Regions from separate parts of the Mus musculus genome. Here all the other regions are linked to region 2. The links are chromatin contacts, called in public Hi-C and HiChIP or PLAC-seq maps. All regions are on one chromosome and are shown on one strand. Each heading gives the region's core, a stretch centred on a gene start, on an enhancer-like site or on the middle of the called end of the contact. The rest is flanking DNA. Distances are from core to core; before and after follow the strand shown.

Region 1 (2,700 bases), core at 115-2,614, 680 kb before region 2:
TTCTGGTAGAGGACCTGGGCTCAGTTCCCAGCACCCAGACGGCAGTTCACAATGGAGTACAGCTCCAGTTTCAGGGGATCCAACGCCCTCTTCTGGCCTCCACGGGCACTGCACCCATGTGGTACATATACATCCATGCAGGCAAAATACTCATACAAACAAACAAACAAACAAAAAAAAATCTTGAAAGAAAAAAGCCCTTCTTTGAGACACCTGCTCACATCAGTCAGAAGGGATACCATTAAGAAATCTGACCCCAAAGGTTGGAGAGGAAGGGAAGGGTCCTTCATTACTCTTGGCAGGAGTGCAAGTCAGCACAACCATTGTGCAAACCAGTTTGGAGTTTTCTCAAAAAACAAAAAAAAACCCCAGACATTAAAAATAAAACAATCATGTGTCCTGGCTCTAGCATTCCTAGACTCCAAAGCACTCCATATCCTACCACAGAGACATTTGCACACTCGTGTGCATGCCTATGTGCATACCATTGCTATGTTCACAATAACAGGGAAACGTGACCAGCCTATGCGTCCATCAACCGATGAGTGGATAATGGGGATCTGGCACATATACATGATGAAATAGTATGCAGTGGTGAAGAAAAATGATGTCACAGAATTTTCAGGAAAATGGATGGATCTGGGAAGTATAACGCTAAACAATGCTAAACCCAAACTTAGACAGAAAACACATTTTCCTTCATATGTGAACATATGCACAGGCATTCGCATGGGTAAAATCTAAAAGTCTAGAGAGACGGCCAAGAGAAGTAATATTAGGTAATGAGAAAGGACGGGGGTCAGGACACTTGGCGCTTGAAAGGGGAAAGAGATCAGAGGCAGCCACAAGGGAGGAAGAGGAACTGCTAGTGTGGTTGGGAGGGGAAGGGACTCACACTTTGTTAGAAGATATCCTACTGGCTTCTAACACATTATGCGCTAATTTAAAAACAGAATCATGTGTAGCCACATGCTGGCTGCCCAGGGAGAGAGCTCCATTCTGCTGGGGCCCTTTACCCAAGAGCTTTTTCCTTCTTCACCCAATGTATCTTTCTAGGTAGAAGATACACACTCCTCAGCAGGGTTGCTTTTGAAAGCCCAAGCCTGGGATGGGGGTGTGTAGGGGGTGGGGGGGTGGGGGGAGACTGTGGAGCTTTGCCCCTGCAGCTCCGATACAGCCCCAGCCCCACCTTTCCCTGCATTGTAGCCAGGTTTTTTTTTTTTTCCATTTGAAGAACGACTTCTCACCCACAGTTGCATCAATCTGTCCACAGACAAAGTGAATCATGTCGCAAGCTCTGGTTCTGGCCTGTGCCCTATGCTCTGGTGATGGGCTGGCTGGGCCAGGCCTCTAGTAGGGGAACTGTTTTGACTTGGACCTAGCAGAGGGAAGCAAAGGCCAGGAGAGGGATGCCAGGGGTTGGGGAGTAGTTATGAGATCCTGTTGAAGTCACCAGACAGAGGCCAGTGACCTGTGTTGGGATTACCCCAGTGAACTTTCTGGCTTGCTCATCCTACAGCCCTACAGCTAGCACAGCAGAAAAAAAAAAAAAAAAAAAAAAAAAGGAGCAAACCACTGGATTTACTTTGCTGTGCTGAGGGGATGGGCAGGCTTGGCCGCGTTGCTTCTCTTTTCTCTATTTGGGACTCTGAGTTTCAGTTCTCCTTTAGATGACACACAGTGGCCGTGGCCTGAGGGCTCCCAATCACAAGGGTAGTTTCTTCTCACTTTCTGCTTCAGAAACACAGCCTAGGTTTGGAGCCACACACACACAGGGGAAAGTCTGTCTGCGGGTGTCTGATGGCCCTTCCTGAAGGCAGAACCAAGTGTCCTTCTGCTCCAGAGACAGGAAGGTGAATCTGTCCATGTGTGTCTGTGTATGTGTGCAGGCACAGGCACTGCTAGTGTGGTGTGTACACGTGTGTGGAGAGATATGTCTCTGCTCTCAGGGAACTGGGACCCCATCTCTGTTGGGTCATTCACGGGTACCATCTCAGCATGACATCCACCATAAATCGGCACTGGGACCCAGGGTTGCATGGATAGCCATAGACTGGGCATCTAGGCAATGTCTCTAAGGCCGGCAAGGGTGGAATCTGAGTGGGAAGAGGGATGGGGTGGAGGGAGCAGCAGGTGCCAGAGGGTGCAGAGAACCATGTGGGGAATGACGAATTCAATGTAACTGTAACACGGTCAGGGGCTTGGGTCCGAAGACACTTAGGATGGTAAAGCAAAAGTACTTGATGGTGAAAATAACTGCAATGAATTGGTGCTTGGTCAAGGACTCGGGTTCAGTTCCAACACTGTGGTGGTTTGAATAGGAATGGCCTCTATGGACTCATGTGTTTGAGTGCTTGGTCATAGGGAGTGTCACTATCAGGAAGCGTGGCCTTGTTGGGGTAGGTGTGAGCTTTTGTAGAAAGTATGTTCCTGTGGAGATGAGCTTTGAGGGCTTATATGCTCACACTATGCTGTGTGGCACATAGTCTCTCCTTGCTGCCTGCAGCACCGTGTCTGCCTGCACACTGCCATGCTTCCCACCATGACGATAATGGACTAAACCTCTGAAACTCTAAGCCAGCCCCAATTCCGGAGTCTTCCTTTACAAGACTTGCTGTGGCCATGGTGTCTCTTCACAGCAATGAAACACTAAGACAAGCACCCACCATTATCCATAACCCCAGTCTCAGGGGATCCGAA
Region 2 (2,700 bases), core at 168-2,667:
CTTAGCAGCATATTCTTGCCATCCAGGCACTAAGGAAGTCTATATAGGAGCTCCCTAAGGCTTGAGTTTGGCCAGCCCAGCTGAATCAGTGAGCTGCAGGTTCAGGGAGAGACTCTGTCTAAAGCTAAAGCGGGAAGGCTGGGAAGATGACTCGGTGGTTCAGAGCGCTTTCTGCTCTCCCAAAGGACCTGCGATTATTCCCCAGCACCCATGTTAAGTGGCTCACAACTGCCTATTCCTGAGCTCCAACACTCTTCTGGTCTCTTCAGCCACATGCATGTACATGGTACAAATACAAACACTCAGGCACACACACACACACATACACATAAAAAAATACATCTAAAAAAATAAGGGGACTGTAGAGATGGCTCAGTGGTTAGTTAAGAGCACTGATTGTTCTTCCAGAGGTCCTGAGTTCAATTCCCAGCAACCACATGGTGCCTCACAACCATCTGTAATGGGGTCTGATGCCCTCTTCTGGTGTGTCTGAAGACAGCTACAGTGTACTCATATACATAAAATAAATAAAAAATAAATAAAAATAAGGGGGAGGGCAAAAGAAGACATTTGCCATCTTCCTCTTGCCTGCACACACACACACACACACACACACACACACACACCTGTACTCACATGCGCACACACACAAACACATACACATATATACAAAACCATAGAGAAACTGATAAAAAGAGGAAAATTTTTTTCTAAATTCTAAAAGGACCCTGAGAAAATCTGACCTCAAGAAAAAAAAAATACTCAGTTTCAAAAGCCCTCGTTGTTAAGGAAGGAAAACTAAGAATAAAAATGTTGAATGTACATCATTGAATTAGTGAAACAGGCAAACGGAAAACGACAAAATGGGAATTCATCGATTGCTAAAATTAATACCAGTAAACGAGAGAAGGGGGTGGGGAATAAGTATTTAAGTGAAGTCTGTGAAACCGGAAGTGGTCAGAGGCCCCGTGGTAGTGGAATGGAGAAGGCCTCGGTTTCCTTGCATGGGTGTTTATCTTCCACTAGGCTTCGTGGGTCACATGAGGTGCTGTAGGCTGAGTCTACTGAGCCCCAGAGTGTATCCCTTCCGCTAGGCTCCGTGGGTCACGAGCGGTGCTCCAGGCCAAGCCTACTGAGCCCCTGCGCAGTGGTTTCCTCTCATTGACCACAGAGCCTCTAAATTGCAGGGGATCTCCGTGTGGAGTCCTGGGATTTCTTTGCCCAGCCAAGACTCCTTGGCCTGGCAGTGTAGCTTCTCCTTTTAGAAGTGAAGCTTCACCATCTGGGCTTATTAAGCAAACAAGTCGGTTCTGTCCTTTTCAGCAAGGAAAACCGCTCTGGTTTTGTTTTCTCCCTGTTGCCAGGAGTCAAGAGGAAGTCTGCGGTTAGACGTCTTTGGGTAGAGACGTACACATACCCAGCAGCTATTAACGAGCGCCTGGGACTCAGCTCGCAGCCCCAGCCAGTGGGGTTAAGGAAACTGAACAGGATGGAGGAGATAACCCAGGGAACACGATCCTCTCTCAGCTCAGGCATGCAAACCTGTAGCATGGCGGCTCTGTCCTCTACTCCTTGGTGCGTCCCGACTCCCATTCTTTATTCTCCACACGCGAGACTTTCGCTCCCAGCAGAAGCTGAGTGTCAAAGAACCCTTCAGAATGGTCCCCATCTTAGGACAAGAGTGTAGTCGCCTTCCCACATCCTCCCAGGCCTCTCTTTTTATCCCATCAAAACTCTAGATTTGTTGGAGGTAATGGTGTGTCCAGTCAAACAAAAACAAAAACAAAAAACAAACAAACAAACAAAAAACCCACTCCCTTGTCCAGCCTCTTTGTATCACAGGGTGAACATCTGATTACAGCCATTGCATAGTTACGGGGATTTTTCATTCCCCACACAAGTTCCCACTCTTGGATGGAAAGCTGGACAGGATGGCACTTGTGTTGGGTTTATAGGCAGCTTGTATGCATGTGGACCAGGCACAGAGCCGCGGAGGGGAGCATGGCATGCAAAAAAAAATCACGGCTCCCTACCCCTTATTATCACTAAGACGTTAGTAAACAGGATCAAGCCGGTGGAGCTGGTTGCTATATGGCGTGCAGCCAAATTCATTCCTAATTGGAACAAGAGCCTTCTCCTTCTTGGCTTTTTCCAGACACTCGCATCTTAGCCCCTTGCTGGGTCTTTTCGTTTTGAATCTGAAGAGTTCGCCTCAAACTCATGCACATTCGAACACTTGTTCCCTGTTCGTCAGCAAAGTTTTAGAAATCCAGGAGATCTGGCTGGCCAGTGTGGGTCACCAAGGGAAGGACTTTGAAGGTTACAACCTAGTCTCTTCCAGACCACTCCCCCACCTGGTCTGCCACCCTGTGAATAGTCACTGTCACATTCCTGCCTGTGGGTGAGCAGCTCTGCTAACCCTGTCCTGCTAGGATGGCCTAAAACCACGAGCCAAAATAAATTCCCTCTCCTGTCAGGTGTTTCTGTCAGTTAGTCTGTCTGCATTATAACACACACACACACACACACACACACACACACACACACACACACACTAAAACAGCTCCAGCCTCCACAGAAGTTCACAGATCAGCTCAGAAACGTCCTTTCTATTTCCAAAAGGGGAACCTGACAGAATCAGCACTGGAACCCCAAGGCTCAGTTCTCCCACAAAACACCTCCTTGCTAGGGCTGGAGAGG
Region 3 (2,715 bases), core at 129-2,628, 930 kb before region 2:
CCTGGGCCTGCCTGTGTACACGTCTATGGTTTGCCATCTCTGCTGCTGATATCCAATCCTTTATACCTCAGAGTCTCTGAAGCCCACCTCCACTTGAGATCCTGTGAGATAACTTTTAACCAACATGACTACAGCCTTTTAATTGGTCTTTGGTCAAGAACTTGCTGTTTGTCAACATTAAAAAAAAAAAAACTAACATTTTTTTGTAGTACAAAGTGCAAACTTGCATTCTGGTTCTGGTGTTTGTAGAAGAGCCCGGTGTCTTCCCAGACCTCATTTTTTTTTCATGGTTTGTGTCCTAGGGCTCTAACAAACAGCCTACATTGAGGTGGTCATCAGTATCAATCCACACATTAAACAGTAATAAAACTGAATTTATTTCTCTTTTTAATTATTTAATTAAGTAGAAACAGAAAATTCCATATTTTCTTCCCTTGTCACAAAGAATTGTCTTGGAGACTCTGAGGGGAGCCTTGCTTTACTTTGTAAACCACTAGTCCCTTCTATAAATTGTCCTCTGAAAAGATGCTCAGTTGATAAAGTACTTCCATTGCAAGCACGAGGAACAGAGTTTGTTCCCCAGAGCCCATGTTTTAAAAACAAGAGCCAGGTATCATTAGTGGTGTGCTTGTAACCCCAGAACAGGGGAGGCAGAGTGGGATAATTCTTAGGGTTCCTTATCGGCCATCTTAGCTCTCAAGAGGAAGGCTCTGGAGGAACCACACACAGGTTGTCATCTGGCCTTCATAACCAGGCTCATACACCCACTCATACACACATACATAGACATGAACACACACACACACACCATGCACCCACAAAGAGAAATATGTTTGAATCTAAGCCTCGGAACCTAAGAAGGTGCCCTTGTGTGGAAACAGGGTCATTGTGGATGTAACTAATTAGGGTGAGGTCATACTTGAGTATGGCAAATTCACAGCTCACTCTGACTGGTGTCTTAGTGAGGAGACATGCGGGTGTGTTTAGAAAAGAGACTGGAAAGCTACCGAAGAAGGCAGGCAAGGAGCGACCTGGCAAAGGCTGGAGACAAGTGATGCCTGCGTCTGCACACAATGGCAGAGGAACAGCATTGGCTCCGAGCAACCTTGGAGGAGTCTCTTCTGCAGCTTGCAGAGGGAGCACACTTTTGTTACCTCTTGAAGTTCAGACCTTTGGTCTGGGAGACAGTTATTGCCTAAGCACCATAACTGTAGACTATCATTATGGCAGCTGTAGGAGGGATCTAGAAAATGAGTGAAGAAAGTTGAGGTGGGCGTCAGGATCGCCCAAGAGTCAAGGATACCCACGAGCGTGGGGAGGAAAGAGAGTTCAGAAAGGCAAAGGCTCAGACACAAGGGAGGGAGCTGGAGGATGTGAGCAAAGGCCTTGGAATGTGCTGCAGAGGCTCGGAGCCCACAGAGGAAGCACCTGCCCAGTAGAGGTGCTCCAAGGAGAGCCAAATGCCTCCGGGTAGGACAGGCGGTGGGGCAGCTCTCCAGGTGCTCGTTCCTTCTGCTCTCCTGGGCTTGGATTCCCTCTTCTGGCACCTGAGCTTTTCCCCAATTCATCCCAGGCGGTTCCCTACAGGGAAATGTGTCATTTTGGTGACACATTTCTGGGCCGCCATCTCCATTTGTTTGCCCACACCCAGGCCCAGCCCTGTGCGCTCTGCCTAAAACTCTACCTCACTAACGTCTCCATCCAAGGCCCTTTTAATGAAGGTTTGGTTCATTGCTGCGGCTCCATTAATGGCACACCAAGCAGCTACTGAAATGCTGGTATTTCTAAGTAGAAAGAAAGGCACAGGGGCTGGAGAGATGGCTCAGTGGTTAAGAACACCTACTGCTCTTCCAAAGGTCCTGAGTTCAAATCCCAGCAACCACATGGTGGCTCACAACCATCTGTAATGGAATCCGATGCCCTCTTCTGGTGTGTCTGAAGAGAGCAATAGTGTACTCATATACATGAAATAAAGAAATAATTTAAGAAAAAGGCACAGAAAAGCTTTTAGAAGAACAATTCCATTGTTTTAATCTAAAAAAAAAAAAATTAAAAATGCACACACAGCATCCCTGTTAGATTATGGTTCCTTCTCCCCCAATACAAAAGCCAAAGAAATAAACTACTAAGGCCAACTTGCTTTTCAATGTATGAATTGTATATCCAAATTAAATACATGTATAGCCTATTGGATTATTTTATCTTTAAAGTCTTTACATTTATTTATTGATTGGTACAAAGCTTGTGTGGGAAGGAGAACAACTTGTGATCATCAGTTTTATCCTTCCATCGTGTAGGCCTTGGGGATTGAACTCAGGTAGTCAAGATTAGTGGCAAGCGCCTTTGCCCCTAGAGCCAAATCATTGACCCTCAAATTATTTAAAAAACTAAACATTCATTGTTCTGTTGGGGATGTCACAGACAGTTTCATATAGCTTATGGCGTGAGCTCACGGTGCTGGAGGGAGGAGACATGCTAAAGATAGAGACATGGAAGATAGACTGTGTTCCTGGAGACAGAGCCCCATTTGGTTCAGGCGTTGTCTGCTGAGCTGACAGAGATTTCTGCTACAGCAGCTCACATGGAAGACTAGGCTTACCTTCAGCTGCTCAGCTGATGTTTATTGCGTGCTGCCTTTATGCCCTTCCCTCCTGTGAAAACCATAAAAGAAAGGGAAACACTTGTAAATGTCATAATGAAAACCATATAGGGTTG

Evidence for each region. Hi-C and Micro-C count contacts between places; a contact is called where the count stands out from the background. HiChIP or PLAC-seq counts read pairs in DNA pulled down with a chosen protein or histone mark.
Region 1: a Hi-C map of bone marrow-derived macrophages shows a contact between it and region 2, with 21 read pairs. The contact joins two enhancer-like sites. A contact is called at or near these places in 2 of 39 promoter capture datasets (the C10 cell line and embryonic stem cells), 5 of 15 datasets of contacts at CTCF or cohesin (embryonic stem cells, large pre-B cells, pro-B cells and 1 more), 49 of 484 Hi-C or Micro-C datasets (B cells, ECoMG-derived neutrophils, the G1E-ER4 cell line and 23 more), 22 of 115 datasets of contacts at active chromatin or transcription factors (CD8 T cells, DN3 thymocytes, the NIH/3T3 cell line and 14 more) and 1 of 9 other capture datasets (embryonic stem cells).
Region 3: an H3K27ac HiChIP or PLAC-seq map of T-cell acute lymphoblastic leukemia shows a contact between it and region 2, with 2.7 times the contacts expected there. The contact joins two enhancer-like sites.

What each region holds. Positions count from the first base shown.
Region 1 is chr9:61,021,152-61,023,851 of GRCm38.p6, forward strand. The region is part of intron 1 of Gm51680 (a long non-coding RNA gene); the gene reads right to left. Among named protein-coding and RNA genes, the nearest start is that of Gm5122, 5.4 kb to the left of the region's middle. Within about 2 kb of position 1,365, at least 83 of the 459 cell types and tissues checked have an H3K27ac peak or open chromatin away from gene starts, as enhancers often do. A contact at or near this core is called in B cells, ECoMG-derived neutrophils, Kupffer cells and 6 more, where this site is marked.
Region 2 is chr9:61,701,409-61,704,108 of GRCm38.p6, forward strand. No RefSeq gene overlaps it. Among named protein-coding and RNA genes, the nearest start is that of Gm34770, 41 kb to the left of the region's middle. Within about 2 kb of position 1,418, at least 144 of the 459 cell types and tissues checked have an H3K27ac peak or open chromatin away from gene starts, as enhancers often do. A contact at or near this core is called in B cells, ECoMG-derived neutrophils, Kupffer cells and 7 more, where this site is marked.
Region 3 is chr9:60,775,708-60,778,422 of GRCm38.p6, forward strand. No RefSeq gene overlaps it. Among named protein-coding and RNA genes, the nearest start is that of 1700036A12Rik, 9.2 kb to the left of the region's middle. Within about 2 kb of position 1,379, at least 22 of the 459 cell types and tissues checked have an H3K27ac peak or open chromatin away from gene starts, as enhancers often do. A contact at or near this core is called in T-cell acute lymphoblastic leukemia, where this site is marked.